Regions from separate parts of the Mus musculus genome. Here region 2 is linked to region 1. Evidence: chromatin contacts called from public promoter capture Hi-C data. All regions are on one chromosome and are shown on one strand. The core of a region is the stretch at or near the end of the contact, and the rest is flanking DNA. Distances in the headings are between cores, read along the strand shown. Region 1 holds the start of Uncx (UNC homeobox). Region 2 holds the start of Mrm2 (mitochondrial rRNA methyltransferase 2).

Region 1 (5,035 bases), core at 978-3,477:
GCAGCGTTTACGTGTAGTATTTATAGCGAAAGAAATTAAATTATAGCGAAAAGTAGTGCTCTTGGCCCTTGACCTCGGGATTAACCCTTGCAGCGCCCTTCTAGTGTCACGGGGAGAGGGGTCCCCCCACCTCCAGGCCTGTCTCCAACTCTGTACATTCCCCGCTCCTTCAGAGACAGAGGGAGGGAGTAATTAAGTCCAATTTGGTAGTCCAGTCACTGTAGATTAGAAGCGAGGCCCGATTGTAGTCCGGCTGGGGTCCAGGCCCGGACATGAGTGTTGGGGGAACCACCCCAAGGGCAGTCTGGTTCCCTCTCTGCCAGCTCAGTGGGTCAGGGCACACACACACACACACACACACACACACACAGAGAGAGAGAGAGAGAGAGAGAGAGAGAGAGAGAGAGAGAGAGAGAGAGAGAGAGACATGGCACACACCATTCTGGCCTGTCCCATTTCTTCCTGCTTAGGCCTTACTTTTGCCAAAGCAAACTTGTCACTGTGCCCTGGGGTTGTGATGATCAGGCTTCCTTCTGGGGCAGGCGGTCAGAGTACTTTGCCTACAAATTTAGAGTCAGCAAAAAGCCATCTCTCCAGTGACAAACTTGCTTTTACAAAGGATACATCCCCATCCCCCATCCCCATCCCCCATCCCCCTCCCCCATCCCCCATCCCTATCCCTCATCCCCCATCCCCATCCTCCATCCCCATCCATCCTGGCTGCGTCCACCTCTGCTCACAGTCCGTGCTTGCGGCTTATTTAAGGATATGTCCCCTAATGATTTAGTTTTTGAGACTATCAATATTTTACAGTGGAGAAGGGAATGGCATCTCACTGCGAACATAATTTAATTATAATAGATGGGTTAGTGCCTCCAACCCATTCTTCAGAGCTGACTCAGAGGGAGATTTATTTATTTATTTATTTATTTATTTATTTATTTGAAGGGATGCGTGGGCCATTGGTCACTATCCTGAAGTTACCATTGTCCTTCCTCCTTCCATGCTCCCTCCTCCTCTGGGCTGGCATCCAGGACCCATATGTGTGGGAGTTAAGTGGGGTTAGGGTGCCCCAGCTGCCACCACCCTGTCTATATTGATGGGGTAACTGCCAATCAAGGAGGAGGGCGTCGGGTTAGACTCCTTATAGGTGGGGGCCGCATTTGGCTGGATCACTGTTTGGAGGTTCTTCTCTCCCCCCCTTCCCCTCCTCTCCTCTCCCTTTCTCCCCTCCCCCTTTCATTCTGGTCTCTCCGTCCATCTAGTCCCACTTCCCTCCCTTTCTTCTCTTTTTCTGCCTTGTTCCCCTCCTTCCTCCCCTTCTCTCCACTCTCCGTTTTCATTCTCCCTTCTCTTTATCCTCCCCGCTTTCTCTTCTCCTCTTCTCGCTTCTCTCTGTCCTTCCATCGCTTCTGGTTCCACTCCTCTCTCCTTCCTTTCTCCCCCATTACTTCTTCTCCTTCCTCCTCCATTCTCCTCCCTTTCTTCTTCTCCCCTCCCCTCCATCCTTTCCTCCTCTCCATCCACTTCCTCTCCTTCCTCCCTTTCTCTTTCTGCACTCCTCCTCCCCCAAACCTTTCCTTTCTCCCCCTCCCTCCTGGGCTTGTTCTTCCTCCTCTTTCTTCCCCTTGGTCTTCCAGTTCGTCGGGACACTTCTCTCCCCTTCCTCTCCTCCTCTCTTCCTCCCCCTCCTCCTCCCTCCGCCGCTCGCGGCAGCCCGCAGCCCGGGAGAGGCCGCTGGTAGAGAAGCCCTTGTAGTTTTAAATTCAATGTGACAGTTTCGGAAAGAGCGGATGATGAATCTCCCATTATTGGATCAGTCTATTTGCCGCTCAATGTCTCTCTGTAATTGGAGCAACATCACTTTAAAGGTTCAGAGAGTACAGCATTTCTGGTGAAAAATCCCCACAACACGCCGGCGAATGTTTTAAAGGGAAATCTATTAGAAGGAGGCGAGGGGCGGGAGCGGCGGGGAGCAGGAGTGGGGGGCTCGCCGGGGGCCCCCGGCCGGCCGAGCGCGGCGGTGCCCCTCCCTCCCCACCCCGTCTTGTTGTGACAGCTCCTGATACTGTTTATGGAGGTGCGTGTCAGGTATAATTAGCAATCGATATGGAAAACGTTTCCTTGCACCCAGCACGCCTCTGACGTCAGAGCCGATTAGCGCTTCTTATTGGTCCCAAATTCCCCGGGCCGCGGCTAATTATCGAGAGCTTGATGTTGATAAAGTAAAGCGGCGGAGCGCGGGCCGAAGCATGTGTAGGGCTCCGGGCCCCTGTCCCCGCCGCCGTCCGCGCCCCCGCGCCCCGCCAGCCCCGCGCGCGAGATGATGGACGGTCGCCTCCTGGAGCACCCGCATGCCCAGTTCGGGGGCTCGCTGGGCGGCGTGGTGGGCTTCCCCTACCCGCTGGGCCACCACCACGTGTACGAGCTGGCCGGTCACCAGCTGCAGTCGGCCGCCGCCGCCGCTGCCGCGGCCTCGGTGCCCTTCTCCATCGACGGCCTGCTCAGCGGCTCGTGCGCTGCAGCCGCCGCCTCGGTGGTCAACCCCACGCCGCTGCTGCCGGCTGCCTGCGGGGTGGCCGGCGAAAGCCAGCCCTTCAAGCTTGCAGGTAGGCTGGAGGCGGGGACACGGGGAAACACAACGGGGGGCCTCGGGGTGGGGTGCACCAGGCCGTCGGAGAATAGCGACCCACTCCTCCGTGCACCCCGCACCCGAGGTGGGTGCAAGCGGGACAAGCATCTGCCAGGTGGCTGAGCCTTGCAGCGTCCTGTGCATGCCCGCAGACTCGGGGGATCCAGACAAGGAGAGCCCCGGCTGCAAACGGAGACGCACCCGCACCAACTTTACCGGCTGGCAGCTGGAGGAGCTGGAGAAGGCGTTCAATGAGAGCCACTACCCGGACGTGTTTATGCGCGAGGCGCTGGCGCTGCGCCTGGACCTGGTCGAGTCCCGAGTTCAGGTAAAGATTGGTGTCGCCCAAGGAGTCCGAGATCCCGCACTAGGCGTGCAGAGCGCGGTGAGGCAGGGCCACCTTTGTTCTAAGTGGCGGGGAGGTGGTTTCAGGCTCCGCGCTGCTGGCCATGGTGGGGATTATGAGGGTTGAACCCCTTCTCCCATCTGGAGGTGAGTAACTTGAGAGTGCCGAGGTGATTGGGGAGAGATCCTGGTGGCGCCCCAGTAGCCACTGCAGTGACTGCGTTCGATTCGGGGAAGCCGGGTGTAGGTTGGCTGCGGCCGCGGCGCACAGTCTGGAAAGGCTGCCGAGGCTCGAAAAGCCCTCCAGGAGGGGACAAAGTGGGCCCTGGCCTGGGCGCTCTTGACAGAGGCTTTCTCCCATCCTCGAAGCTGACAGATCTGTTGCTTTATTTCTGGCTTGTGAAATATTAAGATAGAAACATGCATTTATCCATCGTCTTACAAACAGCCGCTGGGGGGGTGCATTTGTGGGAGAGTAGGTGGAAACTTTCGCGGTTAACACATTGGAAAAGAGGGGGCTTAAAAAAAAGGGCATCTGAATTTAAGATTCTTCTCCATTAAATTCCTCCCTCCCCAACCTCTTCGTTATTCGATTTCATGAGGAGTCAGGAAGCAGTATTCATTAAAAAAAAAAAAAAAGCAGCGTTAATTTGGCGTAATAAAATTCCAGAATTAATGTCTGCATAATAGATGCTTTCCTAGAATACAGAAACCTTGGGGTCTGTGTTATTAGTGGGTGCCTGGGGTGGAGGCAGACGCTGGCAAAATACCAGTTTAGCGCCATAGCTTTGCCTGAAATATTTGGGTCCTGGGCTTTGGCCTGCTCTCATCTGTTTAAAAATCCCTCTCTCCAAATTGTTCTGTGGCTTAAGTGAAGTCCGAATCTTTTTTATATCCCCTCTAATATGATAGAAATTTCTGATGAGGAAGTAATCTGGAAATTGCACCCCTCCAAAAAAAAAAAAAGTTTTGAAAAAGAAAAGAGAAAGCTTCCCAGGGTGTTGGCTTAGTCTCAGAGACTTTTGCACAAACCAGGCTCCCTTGGAGCAGGTCTGCTGTGCAATCCTGCTAACTTTATACGGGCCACAACAAAGCCTTTACATTGCTACATTCTGCAAGGCATGGTAGCCTTGCCCAGGTCCTTGGCCCAGGGAGCGGTGGTGGTCTTGGGAGCTGCTGTGATCTTTAAATTCTTCTTGGCTGTCCCAGACAAGACCTGCTGAGAGCAGGAAGGACTACAGAACATCCCTGCTCTCAAGGGGGGGGGGGGGGCTGGTGGTCAGCTTTGGGCCTGCTTGCCCACCTTGTGGCACCCCCCATCCCCCCAGGTCAGGCTAGGCTGGACTGCTTTGGAAAAGCTTTGTGGTCCCTGGTCCTAGGTCCTGCATAACGAATGATGTGCGTAGCTGTGCTGGGAGAGCTGGGCTAATGAAGGTCCATCCAAGTTCGGCTTCACAGGCCCTTCTTGAGGAAGAAGTAACCAGATTTCCCTTCAAGGGAGACCCTGCAATGTGGGCCTTGAGCATCTCTTGGCCCCCCCCCCCCCAACACAGGGGCTGCCGGTTCAGCACAGCCTTTCCTGATCACCAGGCCAGGCCCCTTAGAACTGAGAGACCACGGCGAGGGCAAACTGGGGCCTGCTTCTGCCCCCTACCCCCAACCAGGAACTCTGGACAGCGCTGGGTCACAGGCGACACGGGGCTTGCCTGAGGAAGGGGCAGCTCCCTGGGGCCGGAGGTGAGAATTGAGAGCGGGGAAACTGGCCAAGAGGCCCATCTATGCTCCTTCCGGGCGGATGAGATGCTGGCCAGAAGCTGCAACCCGAGTATCAGCATCCAAGGGCTGGTGGAGAGCTAGCCCTGGATCCGGCTGCTCCCGCTGGAGCCGAGGTTGTTCAGACCTGTCTGGGGCGCGCTTGGGAGGCCCGCGGCCCCCGCGGAAGGCTAGCCAGCCTGATTGTGCCTTCCCCCATCCCCCCTTTGTCCGGCTGTTCTAGGTCTGGTTCCAAAATCGCCGGGCCAAATGGAGAAAGAAGGAGAACACCAAAAAGGGCCCTGG
Region 2 (5,035 bases), core at 1,647-4,146, 790 kb after region 1:
AGATCTCGTCTCTCAAAGTTGAAAAATAAGTAAATAAATAAAGACACGTAGTAGAGTGTAGGGTGTCCTCTACTCCCCCTGGCATAGCTGGGGAAGTTGAGACCTAGAAAGGAAATGGCCTTGCCATCGTGGAGAGTGACAAGCCGAGGTGAACCGCAGCCAAGGTGCTGAATCCCACTTCACTGTCAGTTCACTACCCCAGGCTCCCCTCCCACAGAAGGACTCTTCTTCCAAATGATTTTTTATTTTATTTAGTATGCGTTGGTTCTAAAATGGGAATCTTAGTAGGTAGCCCAGGCTAGCCCAAAACATAATAAGTTCCTGACTTAACCCAGTGAGTACCTGAGGTTACAGGTGGGCACCACCATACCCAGCTCCCAACAATCCTTTTTGGTTTTTAATGTTTGTTTGCTTTTTATTCCTTGAGACAATCTCACTATATAGCCCAGGCTAGCCTCAAATTCAGAGAACTGATGCCTCTGCCTCTAAAGGGCTAGAACCATGTGAGACCATGCTCTACTGTTTTGTCTTCCAGATGTATTATTTATTTACATATGTGTGAATGTGCACTCAAGTGCAGGTACCTGCCCAGTTCAAGGCCTGGATGTGAAATCACGGAGGCTAGGGGCTGCCTGATGTGGGTGCTGGGAACTGAACTTGAGTCCTCTCTGAGAGCCAAGCCCTTCATTTTTGGCTCTTGGTTCTTTGAGAACTGTGTGACTCAGGCCTGGGATTCCTGGTTCTCCTGTCTCTACCACCAGAGGGCTAGGGTCACAGGTATAGCCACCACAGCTGGGCAATGTCACAGATGCAGCTGTTTTTTCGCTTTTTCTCTTTCCTATTTGGGCACCATTTCACACACACACACACACACACACACACACACACACACACAGTACACAGCCTATCACATTCCCAGAGTAAGGAATCCAGTGGCCCCAGTGGGACCTCCAAGAGCTCCTAGGCTTCAGGGACACATTAGTAGTCCTGTCCCCAAACCCTGCTGTCTTGGAGTTTCTACTGCTGTGATGAAACACCATAACCAAAAATCCAGTTGGAGAAGAAGGGGGTTACGTGACTTACACATCCATATCACTGTCACTGAAAGAAGCCAGAACAGGAACTCAATCAAGGCTGGAGCCTGGAGGCAGGAGCTGCTGATGCACAGGCCATGGAGGGTGCTGCTGACTGGCCCGCTCCCCTGGCTCGCACAGCCTGCCTGCTCCCCTGGCTCGAAGAGCCTGCTTTCTTACAGGGCCCAGACCCCCAGCCCAGGTGGAAACCTTTTCCTACTCACAGTGTCTGGTTATGGTGCTTATGACAGCAACAGAAAGCAAAGGAAGCCATTATTGTTTAGTTTTCTGGGGCTTTTTGTTTTGTTTAGAGAAAGGGACATAGTGCGAACCCAGGCTGTCCGCCAACTCCTGTGGTTTTCTTCTTTGTTCTTTTTTAAACATTTTGCTTATTTAATCATGTATGTGAGAGGGTATATAAGCAAGTGAGCACACGCCACGGCACATTTGTGGAGTCCACACAGCAACTTTCTGGTGTCAATTCTCCCGTCCACAGTGTAAATCCTGGGGCGAGAACTCAAGCTTGTCAGCCTTACCGGCATGCACCATTCAACCACCAAGCCAGTGGGTCACAGCCCAGAGTGAGAACCACTGCTGACTAACCCATCTTCATAGCATCACCACCACCCTGTGCTCCCTTCCCAACCCCCTACCTCTGCCCTTTTTTTTTTCTCTAGTACAGACATACCATGTAGCTGGGATGACCCTGAACTTCTAATCCTGCCTCCACCTCGTAGGCCTGCGGGGCCTGACTTTACTTAGCAGCTGTGTCCTGTACCCAGCCTGTGTCGTATTTCTGTAACTCTCATCTCTAAACCTACTTAGAAAGAGCCTCAAACAATGTCTCTAGGTAAGAGCTGCTCACTAGCAGTAGTCAGAGGAGCTGGGAGTCCAGCAGGTCCCACCTGCGCCTGTGGCATTGACGCGCTGCACTGCCACCTGACTCCAGGCTCCCGGAGCTGCCCCGCAGTCCAGCACCCGGAGACCGGGCCTCAGGATCTGATGCTTCTCATTCATCTCCAGGAGTTTGAAGGCACTGCGGCAGCGGTAACTCTCCACCTTTGCGGCCTTCACAAACGGATCCTTTAGATGCCGCGTGAGCCACAGGTGCTCAGCGCCGGTCCGGCCCCTGTAGTGACACACTGCTGTGTGTAACCTCCGAACCTTAAGGGGAACGCCTACCAGCTTCAGATGCCTGAAATGACGAAAAAAGAGTTAGCGGGTGGGCATTACACAGAGAGGCAAGAAAGTCTTGGTTCAACCTTTTTGTTTCTGCATATGTATGTGCGATATGCATGCACGCATGTGTATTAGCATGTATGTGCACATGTGTCTGCCTGTGTATGGGGGTCCAAAGTAGAGAAGGGACGTCCCCTTCGCTTGCTCTCTACCTTATGTATTGATGTAAGGTCGCCAACCTGCCAGTCTATCTCGCCAGCTTTCTCCAGGGACCCCTTTTCTCTGCCTCCCCAGCACTGGGGTTACATTTGGTCAGCACACATGTCCAGTATTTTGTAGGCTCTGGGGATCCGAACCCCAATCCTCCCGAATGCACAGCTTTATCCACGGAGCCCATACACCTATTTCTATGTTGCAAGCCTCACTCACTCACGTCTGTACATGAATAAACATCGTACACCCGTGTCCCGCTCCCCGGGACGGAGGTCGCCAGCACCCCTCTGCAACACAATTCACTGAGCTCCCTACTACTGTCATCCACTCCGTTCCTGTATGCAAAGACGTCCTTTTAGCGCAGGCAGACGCCGTAACTCACTCACCCGGCCATTGCTGCTTGCTGGTGGTTTCCTCCCGCCGCCGGAAGTCCCGCCCTCGCTTCCAACGCGAGGCTCCGCCCCGGGAAACTTTGGCTGGGGCGCGAAGGTATGGATGGTCCCGGGCGAATGAGATCTGGGTGCGGGAGAGACGCTGGAGGTCGGGAGTGGGGTGCCAGGGAAAATCTGGGGAGAGAAGGGGTAGAAGGACTAGAGAGCAGCTTCAAACCCACCAGGAAAACTGGGGTACTGGGCAGGCCTGAGGTCGGGAAGACCAGGGAAACTACAGAGAGTAGGGAGCAGAAATGAGAGGGAGAGGGGACCTGGGCGGTAAGCTGATGCATGGGCAGTTTGCAGCCTGTCTGTACCGGCCATAGCCCCTGGGAGGGGAGGCTAGGGAACGGCATTTGCAGAGTGCCCCCTGCAGGCAGGTTCTGGGCTCTGCACTCCATGTGCATTGTCTCCAACACCTGCAACACTTGACCTCAATTCAGACCAAAGGTTGTCCAAAGTTCCCTGACACACATCCGATTTACCACCTATCACAGCTACCAGGACACCCTTGTTTGCTTCTAGGCTCTGCCATTTGACCTCGGAGCACTAGTTTTCGCCTCAGAAACGAAGAAAGTAAGTCTTAAACTCTGTTCTTAGTCTTTTTTTTTTTTTTTTTACTTTTTTTATTAGGTATTTTCCTCATTTACATTTCCAATGCTATCCCAAAAGTCCCTCATACCCTCCCCCCCACTCCCCTACCCACCCACTCCCATTTCCATTGCAAAGGGAAACAGTATGGGGACTCTGTTTGAAGCAATGCCAATCAACAGAGCCATAGCCACACCCATTCTACCTGATTCCAATCTATGTCCTCACTGCTCATTTCACTGAGACAAGGAGCTGAGCACGCTGGTGCACGCCTGTCATTCTACACTCAGGTGGTTGAGCGGGAAGATTGTGAGTTTAAGTCCAGAATGGAGAACATGGCACAACTCTGTCTCGTTTAAAATCCTTGCAAAACAAATCACTCATCTGTATGGAATGTGAGGACATTTGTCATCACTCCCTACATGAAAACAATTTACATAGTTTGCATGTAAAGTGGGCCGGAGGATGTCTGTAAGTTACAGGCAAATATGCCATTTCAAAGAAGTGATTTCATCATACTTTAATCCCAGTATCCATGGAAGGGTAAGGTATCCTGGTATCTGTGGATATGAAAGATATCCTGTGGATATCCTGTGGCTATGAAAGACAGCTGTATACAGCCGGTGCTTAATAAGAGATGGCTGACTTTGCTGAGTCAGGAAGCCAGAGGCTCAGGCACAGGCAAGTCAGAACACAGGCCAATGCTAAGCCCACTTCTTCTCCTGACTTACCTCAGCACCAGGCCTAAGCTTCCGGGTCCCTTTTCTTTCCCTTTCTTCTTATTCTGTTTTTAAATTTTAACTTATATTGTGCACATATAGGGTTGTTGGATTTTTTTATTCGAGAACGTATAGGGTTTTAAAAATATTTATTTTGGGGGGCTGGTGAGATGGCTCAGCGGTTAGGAGCGCTGACTGCTCTTCCAAAGGTCCTGAGTTCAAATCCCAGCAACCACATGGTGGCTCACAACCATCCGTAATGAGATCTGATGCCCTCTTCTGGAGTGTCTGAAGACAGCTACAGTGTATATAATAAACAAACAAACAAACAAATAAATATTTTAAAAAACCATCCAGAGGTGGTGTATAGCTTTTAAAAAATATTTATTTTTTATGTTCATTGATGCTTTGCCTCCATGTATGTTTGTGTAGGGGGCCATATCCCCAGGAGCTAGAATTACAGACAATTGCAAGCCACCATGTGGTTGCTGGGAATTGAACTTGGTGCCCCTGGAGGAGCAGCCAGTGCTCTTAACCACTGAGCAGCCATCTCTCCAGCTGGAATACAGGAGTTTTGTTAACATTTATACTATATGTGTGCCTGGTACCCAAAGACGCCAGAAGAGGGCATCAGAACAGAGTTAGACAGTCGTGAGCCACCATGTGGATGCTAGAAATGGAACCACAGTCCTCTGCAAGAGCAGCTAGTCCTCCTAACCACTGCCATCTCTCCAGCCCTTGTTCAAGTTCCTTTTCTTATACACTGCAGCCTCTTAGGAGGGTCCCAGTTTCTGTATACTGCCTTAGCCAGTTGAGGCCTAGGAAACAA

Evidence for each region. Promoter capture Hi-C pulls out the DNA fragments that hold promoters and counts their contacts.
Region 2: a promoter capture Hi-C map of embryonic stem cells shows a contact between it and region 1, with 2.4 times the contacts expected there. The contact joins the promoter of Mrm2 here to the promoter of Uncx in region 1. A contact is called at or near these places in 2 of 39 promoter capture datasets (embryonic stem cells and hippocampal neurons) and 1 of 115 datasets of contacts at active chromatin or transcription factors (fetal liver).

The regions. Positions count from the first base shown.
Region 1 is chr5:139,541,671-139,546,705 of GRCm38.p6, forward strand. Uncx (UNC homeobox) reads left to right here and starts at 2,228. Exons shown (of 3, transcript NM_013702.3): 1 at 2,228-2,609; 2 at 2,785-2,960; 3 at 4,974-5,035. The coding sequence starts at 2,324.
Region 2 is chr5:140,329,002-140,334,036 of GRCm38.p6, forward strand. It overlaps Mrm2 (mitochondrial rRNA methyltransferase 2), which reads right to left and starts at 2,897. Exons shown (of 3, transcript NM_026510.1): 1 at 2,852-2,897; 2 at 1,979-2,268. The coding sequence starts at 2,859. Nudt1 (nudix (nucleoside diphosphate linked moiety X)-type motif 1) reads left to right here and starts at 2,859. Exons shown (of 5, transcript NM_008637.2): 1 at 2,859-2,954; 2 at 3,422-3,472.